Regions from separate parts of the Gossypium arboreum genome. Here region 1 is linked to region 2. A link is a contact called in public Hi-C data. All regions are on one chromosome and are shown on one strand. The core of a region is the stretch at or near the end of the contact, and the rest is flanking DNA. Distances in the headings are between cores, read along the strand shown.

Region 1 (6,426 bases), core at 1,065-3,564, 460 kb before region 2:
CACCATACAAAACATGCGTGAATTTCAAATCAAAATCTATCTATTCATGTTATCATGATTAGTCTCCAATCACACCTTCAATTACAACAACAATCATGATCTCTATATTTTTATTTTTCATAATTGTTATGTACTACTACATTCATTTCAGGGAGTGAAGCAAAACTAGTGGGAAGAATTTTATAGTTTTCATTAGTAACTTGTTATTTTGCTTAGCCACTAGAAGGTATGAGATCGTTCGAAAATAATGTTAAAGTTATTTTCACAATATTGCTACTACAGAGCACATTAGATATTCCAATCATATAGTGTAATGTATTCCTTCGAGAATATATATAATACAAATACATGAGTATCTCATGTTATTTATATATATGGTTATAATGTAAAACACATAAAAGTTTTATTCAACATATATCTTCTTGATCTAAAAATAATATTATATTTTACAAAAATTTACATTACAAGGAGCTAAAATATAAGCTTTAAAGAGCTTTTTATAGTTTGATGCAATATTAGCTCTTTAGGAGCATATAATCATATAAATTTTTTAAAATAAAATTTTACTTATTCATATAAGAATAAAATGAATAGGTATAAATAAAACATATATTAAACGTAACAAATAATAAATTCATGTCACTAATAAATCATTGTGGTTAGATAATATATATTTTATATATCATACCACAACAAAATACAAAATATTATAATGTCAAATTAAAATAACTTTACAGCTATAAAAGTTTAAACATAAACATTTTCTAACCTCTACCTCTTATGACATAATTTCATTTCAAATCTTACAATGATTTGAAATTATCACGAATGTGGTGAATATCCTAAAGTTCATGATAAGTAAGTTTTTTATATCACATTTTGCAATAATCATATATCTTAATCAAAATCAAAATTAAACCAATCAATTCTATTAAAATGAAAAAAATATTTATCTCCACATAAAAATCCCAATAACTAAATGCGTGAAGGGTTTTATAAATTCATAGAGATACAAATAGTGAATTATATAAATTGAACTTTTTAATAGAAATCAAATCAAATTTCAAAAAAAGTTCATTAGATTAGCTTACATTACCATGAATGAGAAGTAGTGATTCTAAACATCTTTTGTAATGAAGAGAAACAGATCATCCCTAAGCAAATATCAAAAAGTAAACTTTGAGAGTGAATCTTACTTCTCGATTTCATATAGATAATGGTATCAAATCTTTCACAATCCTTAAGAACAAAAAGTAAAATAAATTAATCAAAACAATGATAACGATAATGAAATAAGAATGAATAATGATAATAAGATATGAAACATTAAATAAAAGAAACTTCATGTAAAAACTCTGCGTCTTACTGTAAAAAATATTGAAAATCATGAAGGATAAATTTGGTTGTCAATAAAAGAAACTATCATTTTGAGCAAGATCGTGCTGATAATGTGTTATAAAATAAAGAAAAATGTTGAAAATAAAGAACAAAGAAAATATGAAAGCAATAAAGAATGTAGTTTATTGATCAAAAGGATAATTACAACGCTTCATCGTAGTCTCTATTTATAGGAATAAAAATATAGAAGAAGTAGAGATCATTATTAGAATTTAAAATATATTAAAATTTTATCTTGATTATAATGGACATCCATTTAATAAGATATTCATAACAAATTAATTGTTTTAGAATTTTTTGAAAATAATCAGTTAGTAAATTAATTTTTTAAGAAATTAAAATTAAGAATTATTTTGAAAATGAACCTTACCAATATATAGGTATTAATTTATTAATTATAAATAAAATTAATTAAATAAATTAAACATTTAATGTATCTCAAAGAACTATTCCAATAAAGTAAATATTTTAAAATGGATATATTATAATTTTTATTAAAATACTTTTTAAAATTTAAATATCTATATTTATTATAAAACTAATACTTAAACATTTGAATTAGTGTGGTAAGTTAATCGAATATAAATTCAATTAAAAATAAAAATATTTACTTTATATAGTTAATTGTATTATTTTGAATCTAATTTTTTCCATGTTATATATTTTATATAGAAAATATAAATACAAAAATATCTACACATTTGAATTAAAGCATCTTTATTATTTAGATCAATTTATAAATACATATATTACAAAAATTTATTTTTCACTAGCTAATCTATAATTTAGAACATAAAAAAAAAATAAAGTCGTGCAAATCAGGCATTAAGAAAAATAGCCACGTGGGAGTTTTAGGTAGGGACGCCTAACTTAATCCTTCACGCTTTTGTTTCGGGCATTAATCTCTGTTTTTGTCTTTGTTTTTACTTTTTTGCTATCTGAAAATTCCATTTAAATGGAATAACAGCAGCGCCGCGTCACTTTTATCTTTTGGTTACCCTCCAAATTTTCATGAGAAACAAACAAAGCCTTAGCCTTGGCTGGAACCCTCTGATTGTTAATTTTTCTCCAATTAAACGGTGGTTTTGATAACTGTGTACTCGTTTTTCCGGTTGCCTCGTTTTAGCAAAAATAAATTCTAGTTATTGTTTCCAATTTTCACTCCCCCCCCCGGCTCGGATTATAGGGTTAGGACAATTTTCATCTAGGAATTTTTCTGAGAAGAAAAAGATGATGAGAAGACAACAACGAAATCAGGGCCAACAATCAAGGTTTTTCTACGAGCTGTTGGCGCTGGTCCTAAATCTTCTACGATTGCCTACGATGCCGCTTCCCTTCTCTGACCAACCAGCCGCCCCGGAGAGGATTCCTCTTCCGCGAACGGCATCGATGACGACGATACCGCCGGCGGGATTCGCTTGGCTGATGCTAGGAATATCTATTTCGTTGATGCTGTGTGGATCAGTTACTTTCTTTATAGGGTTCATGTTGATGCCTTGGGTTCTTGGTTTGGTCATGGTTTGTTACGTTGTTGGGATTGTTTCAACGGTCTCCATGTTAGGTCGTTCGATTCTGTGTTACGCCATGGCCCCTCCTTCGCGGCGAAAGGATATCCCTGGTAATTTGTTTGTTGATTATTTCTTCTTGAATGGGTTGATTTTGTGTTGTATTTTACATGTACTTTTTCTCTTAAATTGTGACTTTTTACCTGTTGATGTCGCATTATCTGTTTTCGTGAAGGACTGGGGATAAAAATGTGTTCAATTCTAGGTTCTCCTAATTTTTTTTTGGATTAATTTGGAAATTGTACATAAAAAAGAAAAGAAAGAACTTTATAATAAACCCTAGGTTCTTCCTTTCGTACGTTTTTGTCAAGTTACTGGATTTCATCATTAAGTGACTCTGATTTCAATAGCACGCTAATAATGGCAATATACTGTAAGATTTGTAGGTTTGAGATTGGGGGTATATTTCATGATTGATAGTTGAATGGGTGAAGATTAAAAAAAGAAGAAGGATATTTATTGAACTTAGAGGACTAAGTAAGTAGGATATTGTGAATTAGAGCTATGTTTTGCGAAGTGCCTCTTTTGTTCGCAGGAATTAATTCTGTTCCATCCTCTGCATTTTTTTATTAGCCTTAAATCGCTTTTGATAGATTCTGCTAAAATTTGGCGTTTGATATTTTGTATTTTTACTAGTGTAGTGCTGAACTGCAGGTTGCAGCTATGAGAGGTGAGCACCAAACCTAGGAGAAAAGAAACTGTGAAACAGAGCTTAATGGGAACTCTCTTTCAGGTTGGTTTTGGTGGTGGCCGAACCTTTGGTTGGTAGGATTTAAGAAGTTCCTGTCTTGTTACACCCCATATTCCCCATCTCCTTTTATTTGGAATGCTTTCAATGCTTTCGAATATCAAATATGTTGTTTACTCTTCACCAAAATTATGCTTTCTAGTTTGTCCAATCTTTTATTTATCTGTTGATCTTTGGTGCATGCCTTTCCTGAACCTTTTATGCAATCCAATGCAGATCTTTCTTCCTACAGCACGGGAAAAAACTTTTTTACTAGTTAAAAAGGGGGAAAAAATGAGTTTTTGTCTATGAGGTTTGGTTTTTTTTAATATTTGATTTGAAATGAGCTTTGGGTTTAACTCGAACAGGTAAACTGAGCCTTGATGTTAATTATTATGGCATTGCTTAAGGTTATAATAGGTTCATGATATCGCATTAATGACCCGTTTTGCAACAAATTTCCTTACTTATTATACCCTGCCGCTCTCCGATCCTTGGGAATCATTTGAATCAATTACCTTTTGCGTTAGGCTGCTAAATTTTATCCTTGTTTGCGTGACATGAATGTATCTCTTCTTCAATCTATAAAATTTAATGCAAAGATTTAGCAGATCACTGATAAGACTTTATATTCAAAACGCTGTGGGAATTGTGGCATTGCAGCATGGGAACTTATGTGAAGAGAAAAACAAGATCGAGACAAGAGAGTTGGAATATGGGTTGGATAATTGAGGAGCACTGGAGTTCTTGGGAAACCTATTGTACCAGGCTTTCTTCCAGTAGTAATGCATGCTGGAAATGTGTATAAATGTTGCTTCATATGTAACTGAGATATGTGGATGTATTATAGCGTCTTTGTGAATACAACTATTGGTGTTCTATTTTGGTTATTACCAACCCTTTATTGCGTGCAAGTCTCTCCCATCGTTTACTTGTTGGATTTAAGGGACTTCCGTTGCTTTGTTTTTTAACGTTCAAAATCTTCATCAGCTAATCAGCATAGAATTTCTTATCCAAATGGAAGGTTAAAACAAGCAAAAAAAGACACTTCGACAAATTATCTACTAGGCAGGTGTCTGTTAAAGAGGTCTTTTTACTTTATATATATTTATTTATTTATTTTCTTCTTTGTTGTTGTTTCCTTCAAAACTAATTTTTGTCCAGAAAGTTGTGAGATTATCCTCAGAGTCCGAACATAAAAATAAAAGCACAATTTTGCTATTTCACCAATCATTTCTATTATTCTACTACTGCATTAAGGCCAACAAGATAACAATCCAAAACCAAACACTTCACCCTGGGGAAATACATTAACCAATCAGAAGGGTAATAAAAGAAAAAAAAAAGGACTAAATCTTACAAAAACACAATAATAAGAGTGGCAGGCTATCCAGTGTAGATGTGAACACCTATGGCGATGAGGAAGATAGTGATGAGTCCAAAGAAGATAATAGCATGGACAAGAATGGAAATCCCACTGGTTTGCATGTTCCCAAACTCCACCACTTTGTTCCTCCCTGGCAACTGAAACAACAATCCTGGACTTAACAACACAAATAGCACCACCGCTATCACCACCGGTCCCCAGTCCGCCATACTTTACTCTTCACACTCTCTTGGAATGAATGAAGCTTTGAAAAAAGGTGGGTTGTGGTTGAAAGAAGCAAACAACGCACGGGGAGAGGGAAATATATACATGCATGTCTACATCGTGGGTTCTCGACAGATGCCAGTGCAATAACAACGTGGCAACATTACGGATCGTCCGTCCCTTTCCAATGACTGTAAATTGTAATCGTCTGTCTATCCTTAGCTAATATAATTAATATTTCTTTCCTTTTTTCTGATTAACAAATAAGAACCGTCTTTGGTTTTTATTCCTTTACCTTTTCTTAATTTTTTTTTCCAGAACATGGAAGAATTCCTAAACTGCAAGCAGTTGTCACATGATTTGATTTCAATTTCAGAGCTTCCAAGTTCTATTTTTCTTTTTACACATGTTGAATTCGAATTAGAAATTCGTTTAAAGTGTGAATCTATGAGTTGCAATTGAACCATGTATTTCTGTTATTGCTTTTTTTCTTCTAAAAAATAACCTTATGAAAAAGGAATAAGAACATATATATATATAATTACCATATTACACAAAAGGTAAGGCCTTGGCAGGATCTTTTATCCAGCATGGCAATAATATATAAAAGGAGCAATCTTAACCTAGTAGACAAGTTTGAACATGGTATGGATTGGATTCAACATTTTTGCATCATAATATAAAGTCATTATACATGTAAAAGAATCCAAATGCACTCTCTTCAGCGGGGTCATTATTTTTGGGTAAGAAGTGGATTCCGACTAATGCCTAACAGTCATGTTGCTTGATTTAGTTAAAATTCCCAATCATGTCCGGTTGAAGTCTAAATCAAAAGCTGTTGGTGAATTACATCAGAAACTCCAAAGTCAAATGGCCTGTCAAACCATTTTCTTTCATTTCGTGGCTGATTTTAGATTTTAATGTTTGATTGCAAAACACCCGGCATCAAGTAATTGATACAACTACAAATCATTAAATTTAGTCCAAAATCTATCATGAAGAATATATATGCGCATATGTAGTGAAATATCGGCTTATTCCGTGGGGAGCATCTGCATCAACTATAAGCAAAGCCACCTTATTCCTAAAATCTGATAGTATAAAGTTTCAAAAATTGATTCTTCAAGACTTTGAAAGCCAGAAGA
Region 2 (6,638 bases), core at 3,389-5,888:
ATTTAGGCCAACTTAAAAAGCCATACATACCAATATTTACAAGCCAAATCTCATGGCTAGACAGTCATATCACAAAACCTATCAAAATAACTCTAGCCTATACATGCCATATACCATATGTACAATTCTCACAATGGTACCAAAATAGATGTCTGATAGTGTAAATGAGTCACTGAAGATCCCCGGATCCGAGCTAGCTTTATAACAATGTAAAACAGGGAACATTTCACACAGTAAGCTTCATATCTTAGTAAGTTCGTACCAAATATAATTAATAGTTCATATAATACAAAACATTAACTAATAAACATTTTGTAGTTCTTAAATCATCCATCAGTTCTATTCAATCACAATTGATATGTTCATACAAATTCATCAAGCTTCATACACATAGTATCATCTACCACATAGGTATCGTACATACCTAAACTTTCCCGTATTTATACATTTTCATCCTCACCTCTCATTTGAATACATTCATTCATTTAGAAGTCTTTCCATACTTTAAGAGCTTGCACACTTAGTGCATTAATGATTAGCCGAAGCTGTAACAATCTCACACACTTAGTGCCATCTCAAATAATCGAAACTATCTCAATATCACACACTTAGTGCCTCGTATAGCCAAAACTATTTCAATTCGCACACTTAGTGTTATTTATAGCCAAAGCTATTTTGAATCGCACACTTAGTGCCAAACATAGTCGATTTATCACCGTACTCAAACCATATTCAAACATATACTATTTATGCATTATCAAAGCATTAGAATATAATTGTAACATCATTTATCATGTATGAACTTACCTTGCACTCAGAATTGACAATTCAGATCGTTTACTTGATAACCTTCGATTTCCCTCGATCTAGATTCGAATTCCTCTTTTCTTGATCTTAATTCAATCTCAAAGGGCCGAAACCCTAGAACTCTTTTTCTTTCTCTTTTCTTTTTATTTTCGGTTGATAAACATGATTATCAAGCCATATTTCATTTTGTTTTATTAAATTATAACTTATTAATTCAATTACCAAATTAACCTTACTAAAAACATTATAACATCACATATATTAAGTCCACAACCATCTACTAACCTTAATAGTGGCCAAATTTCATTTTAAGGACTTTACAATTAATAAACCATAGCAAATAAGTACTTAATCAAATAGAAGGCCACTTTTGTATTTTAAGCGATTAGGTCCTTTTTGCAAATTAAGCACACATATGATAAATTTTTCATACAAACTTTCACACATGCTTAAACACATATTGTAAACACGAAAATTAATATCAAAATATTTTTTAACTCGGATTTGTGGTCTCGAAACCACTATTCCAAGTAGGGTCTAAACCGAGCTGTTACAGTTTATATGGATGAAATATTGTTTATATGGATGAGCTATTGTTTGCAAATGGATTATTGTTTATATGATTGAGAATGAAATTTTACTAATGTTGTACATGATATATGAATTTGGTATAATGCAATGTATTGAGTATTGAATTGAAATAATGGATGTTTACATGTACTTATCTGGCTAAACTTGTTGATGAATGTTTGTGTTTAGACATTTGGAAGTTGAGTTGAGTATACCTTATTTATTGCCTTAATTGTATAAATGGTAAGTTTAATTCTGAATTATACGGGCTTACTAAGCTATAAAGCTTACTCTGTTTCTTTTTCCATGTTTTATAGAGGTTCGATAGCTCACTCGTTTTGGACATGTCGGAGTTACACATCACACTATCTAGTTGTCGATTGGTACTTTTGAACTTGTGGATATGTAAATATGGCATGTATAGGCTAGTATTAAAAATGATAAGTATGGTTACTTGAGATAATGATTTTGGTACATTTTGTGGTATAAGTCTAAGCCATGTGATTTGGCTAAACTTGATATTATGTTTTGGTATGTTTTGGTAAGTATTAGATGAAATGGAGTTATGCAAATGTTATCTTGATATGTGGTTGTCATATGATTGGAAAATGCATGATTTTAATTAGTTATTTGAATACTATGTTTAATTGGTATCATATATGTATAAAATTTATTGGAATGGCTGCCTATTGAGTTATGGATTGATGAAATTTTATGCTTGTGCATGTATGTGAAAATAGGGTGGTAAAATGGCTTTGCAAATAGCCTATTTTTGCCCACATGGGTATAGACACGGGCGTGTGTCTCGGCCGTGTGTGACACATGGTTATGTTACACAGCTGTGTGTCCCCTGGTGTTGAATTAAAATGAAGTTAGTATGCTCCACATGGTCTCACACACAGGCGTGTGACCGCCCGTGTGGTACAAGTCAGTATACCCCCTAATTGGCACACGGCCTAGCAACGGGCGTGTAACTTGGCCGTGTTGCATAAGTTAGTATACCCTATAGTTTTGGCATGGCCTGGGCTAGACACACGAGCTTGTGGTCAGCCGTATGACCCAAGTTAGTATGTATTCTTTGTTTTTACACGGCCTGAGACACGGGCGTGTCTAGAGCCGTGTGAGGCACACAGACTGTTCACACGGACGTGTGACCCCTGTATGTTTTGCAATTTTTCTTAAGTTTCTAAAATTTTCATATGCTATCGGTTTAGTCCCAAACCACTTTTAAAGCATGTTTACGGCATTGTAGGCTATTATAAGGGACAAATTGTTTGAGTTTGAATGATGATTGTATGATTTGATCGATGTATGAAAATAGTGCATTTATGTGTTATTAAGTCCGGTAATACTCTGTAACCCTATTCTGGCATTGAATACGGGTGAGGGGTGTTACACCCTCACCTCTTCTGGAACTCTTCTCATTCAGCACCAGAGGGATTCATCACATTGAAGCCCAAATCAACACTGGTAAACTAGCGCAAGCAATCGAAATTCACCTAACTCACATCAAAAGTCCCATTAATAACTTAGGTGTGTAGAATATGGTTGTATCTTAATTTGGGAATATAATTTGTTATCTCCATCGTGGTATCTGTCTTGTACTATTCTAAGGCTTCCTTGTTCGCCTTCTGCACTCTCTCCAAGTCTGCTAAGTGTCGTTCCTCCAGGGACTTGATCTAGCTCTTCAGTTGGTGTACACTATCCTCGAATTCCATCTTTAGAGAGTTGTACTAAGTCTTCCAGCTAGAGACAGACTTGGCAAACTCATGGATATGGTGGGCTGTAGCCTCTTGTGTTTGACGAAGCTGAGCCAGTTTTTAATCTCAATATGCCAAGGCCATTTCTAACTGGGCTCGTCTAGCTTCACTTCTACTACAACGCTTTCGAAAGGCCCAGCCAAGAAAGCCACATTGATACACAATTATCTAGTAGGAGTCCACCAACTTTGTTAGTGATGGTTGGTTAGCTTCAGAGGACAAGGGTAGAGTGCATTCTTTCAACTCTTAAGGGAGGCCACTTTCCTTCCATTGGTTGATTTCGATTGGAGAGAAGGATGCTGACCCCCATTAAAAAGGTCCCTCCATGAGAATAACCTTGATGACCCACTAGAAGAAAAGGGATTTTTCTTTAAGCCAGTAGGGATAGAAGATCGTATAGAAAGGGCAGTGTTGGGAGAGGGCTCTTGAGGCGGACTTTGGGAGCTAAGAGTTAAGTCCATTAGAGTGGCAAACTCTATTTTCGGGATGAGTAGGGACAACCAATAAAGTAATCTCCTTTTTAGAGCTAACTGGTTTCTTGCTTCGCTTACGGTGGACCAACCTACTGCCACTGCTCTCATTGGTACTATAAGAGCCCTTTTCAGTCCTTCTCCTTTTATGGCTACTACCAGGCTGCACCCATGTATCAGCCACTATAATGGCCTCATGTGTCCTCTCTATCAAAGGCTCCACGTCCATGTTAGAAAAAATCTACTTTGAAAACGGTTTTCTTACACTGTAGAAAATTAAAAATTTGAAAACTAACCCAGTTTGTGATATTTATAGCAATAAACCTTAACTGGATACGCACCTGTGTTTTTTGATAAACAGATCATTTATGGTTCACAGAATTCATGGGTTCTTCACACAACTTGGCTAATCTCCCTTTTCGACCTCAACCATGAATTTAACTACGCTGAAAGAAATTTCTTAGACACCTTTACCATCAAGATCACTGAAACTCAGTTGTGATGCAACCTTTAATAATTCATCCCACAAAACTCAGCTGCGATGCAACCTTTAATAATTCATCCCACAAAGCAAGCATTGTTGTTATTGTTAGGGATAGTCAAGGCTTGATGGTTTTGGGAGCCACCGCAAAACTGGCTGCACATCAGCATTTGTGGTTAAAGCCTTTGCTCTAGGGCTAGGTTTTTAACTAATTTTCCTTCAGAACTGGCATAATACCATCCTCGAATCCAACAACAAATCCTGCATTGATGCATTGCTCGGTGAAAATGATACGTTGCTGCAATTTTTTATGAACTTAACTCCCTCATTTCTTCTATTTGTAATTGTTCATTTTCTTTTTCTCCTAGGGAAAGCAGTCATAAAAAAATAATAAGATTCGATTCAATTCATAAAATTATAATTTATTAAGTTTAAGTTTAAATAAAGTCGAATTAAAATTAAACCCACTTAATCAAATCAAACACTAGATTTGGAGAAAGAAAAAGGCATAGTTGGACTTGGAATGGGTTTTGGATGTGGGTTTCATGAACATTCGCAGATTGGGCAGTGGGCCAGACAAGATGACATCATAGCCTAGTGGCCTCAACTTTGTTATAGCTTTAGGGGGTTTAGACATCCATTGCACCTGTTCAACGTCTAAGCGGAAGAAAAACCTGTCACCGGCGGCTTTCATCCACCTCCAACAAAGAAACAAGTGAAATTTCCATGTTGAGAACCAATGGAATCAACTCAAGATATTGAGCTTATCAATCAGGAAATCCAGAAACTCTTAGAAGGTACCACAGTAAAAGATATCTCTGAAAACGATAATGACCACCTCCTCTCCAGATTGTTCTGTCAGGTATGTACACTACATCACAAAATCCAAATCTTAATCTAAAACCAAACTATTCATTCATTCAGAGCAACTTCATATGAACTAACCAGACCTCGTTTGCAAAATCCCCATTTAAGATGCCCTTACACTCGCCAACTCCATAGTTCTAATTCCCCCCCATCAAAAATGGGTTTTTCTTCATCTTGAAGAACTAATTTAAACATCATTGGGATTTATTTTTAATGTTGTAATGCTGTTGTTGAACAGTTAGAATCATTAAAAGAAAATAACACCCTGAAGCAATCTGAAGTTGAGGAGTTAAATTTTCCAAGGGCTAAAGATGATAAAGCAGAGGCAAAAAGTGAAAATGGCAGTGGACGTGGGGGAATGGGTGTTGAAGAATTGGTGAAAGAGCTTAAAGCAATAAAGAAGCAGAATACCATAACCCATGGCCTTCTTTTGGTGATGATTGTCGTCACTTTGTTCTGGCAAGTCTCTGAAGCATCACTCCTCCTCCAGGTTAAAAATGGTCTCACTCACCCTTTCAAATCTGTTGGAAGTTGGCTTGTTACACTGCTCAAAGGTCGAGCCAAACCTACACAACAACATTGTAATCACCTTGTTGATGCTTCAGCTTCACCTCCCTCTCTTCAACTTCCCGAGTTCCCACATCTGGGATCCAGCGGTGATGGACACTGAGTGGGAGCCATCCAAGGTTTTACCAATCATAGTTTTTGTTTATTTTGTTCAAAAGTGAGTAGCAAAGTATCGAAATAATAATTTTATTTAGGATTCCATCTATTATAATCAATCAATAATCCAAATTCTACTCTCCTTTGCTTTGGTTTTTAACTCAGTTTTAAAGATTGTTTTCATTGGGCTTTTCTAATCCAATAATACATCTGTGATTCCAAGATAATCATATGTGCTTGTGTATATCACAACATTAACCACCCAATGTTTCAAAACCAAGGTCCAGACCCGTGTTATGTGCACGAACAAGATTCAATCCTTTCAAACGAAAATAATACAAGGAAACAGAAAAAACATTCACAGTGGGCATACAATTGCATATACATATCTATGATTCATTTGATTTGAAAATAACTGAAATAAGTCTCAATCAAAACATCCAATTCACAGGATAGCGTCTTTGACCAACTGAACCAATCAGTCCCTGAAATATGGAGAGATATGGAAACCATAATGGAACACGAAACATAATCATCCCCCAAAAAAACAAAATTCCAAATTTCATTAGAGCCTAAAATAGGCAAAACGTGTTTTAAATCCTCAGGCATTGTATTCCCATCCCTTGATTAATCATCGTCTTCACGCGTAGTTCAACCTGAATATGTCATTCAACACATAAAAGCTTCCCTGTGGCGTTGGCATCAAATGAAACATCTGATAGCAGAATGCAACATAAGGATAACCTAGGTTAGTAAAGTTGTTAATGAAACTGAACCAAGGCATTGGTGGATGCAATATCTATTAGTTTTCTAAACAGAACATTAAAAACATAATGTCTTTGCATTCATAATTTTAGGCAACATAAAACGGTTAACTACTATGTTGCTCAAATTGGGGTGTTAATGTCGATGTCTGTATATTCAATTTCCTCTAAGTTATAAAATTTAGAGGATCTTGGAGGCTCATATCCCCATATCTATACCCAAAAATATGTTGAATACAGATGTGTACTTCAAAAA

The links. Hi-C and Micro-C count contacts between places; a contact is called where the count stands out from the background.
Region 1: a Hi-C map of leaf shows a contact between it and region 2, with 3 times the contacts expected there. The contact joins the promoter of LOC108487048 here to the promoter of LOC108489576 in region 2. A contact is called at or near these places in 2 of 5 Hi-C or Micro-C datasets (both in leaf).

The regions. Positions count from the first base shown.
Region 1 is chr3:24,750,000-24,756,425 of ASM2569848v2, reverse strand. LOC108487048 reads left to right here and starts at 2,314. Exons shown (of 3, transcript XM_053025600.1): 1 at 2,314-3,016; 2 at 3,600-3,696; 3 at 4,354-4,604. The coding sequence starts at 2,629. The coding sequence ends at 3,604. LOC108487049 reads right to left here and starts at 5,377. Exons shown (of 1, transcript XM_017791266.2): 1 at 4,904-5,377. The coding sequence starts at 5,286. The coding sequence ends at 5,077.
Region 2 is chr3:24,291,477-24,298,114 of ASM2569848v2, reverse strand. LOC108489576 reads left to right here and starts at 4,638. Exons shown (of 2, transcript XM_017794222.2): 1 at 4,638-4,950; 2 at 5,194-5,735. The coding sequence starts at 4,828. The coding sequence ends at 5,625. LOC108489578 (nuclear transport factor 2A) reads right to left here. Exons shown (of 2, transcript XM_017794223.2): 2 at 5,913-6,333. The coding sequence ends at 6,259.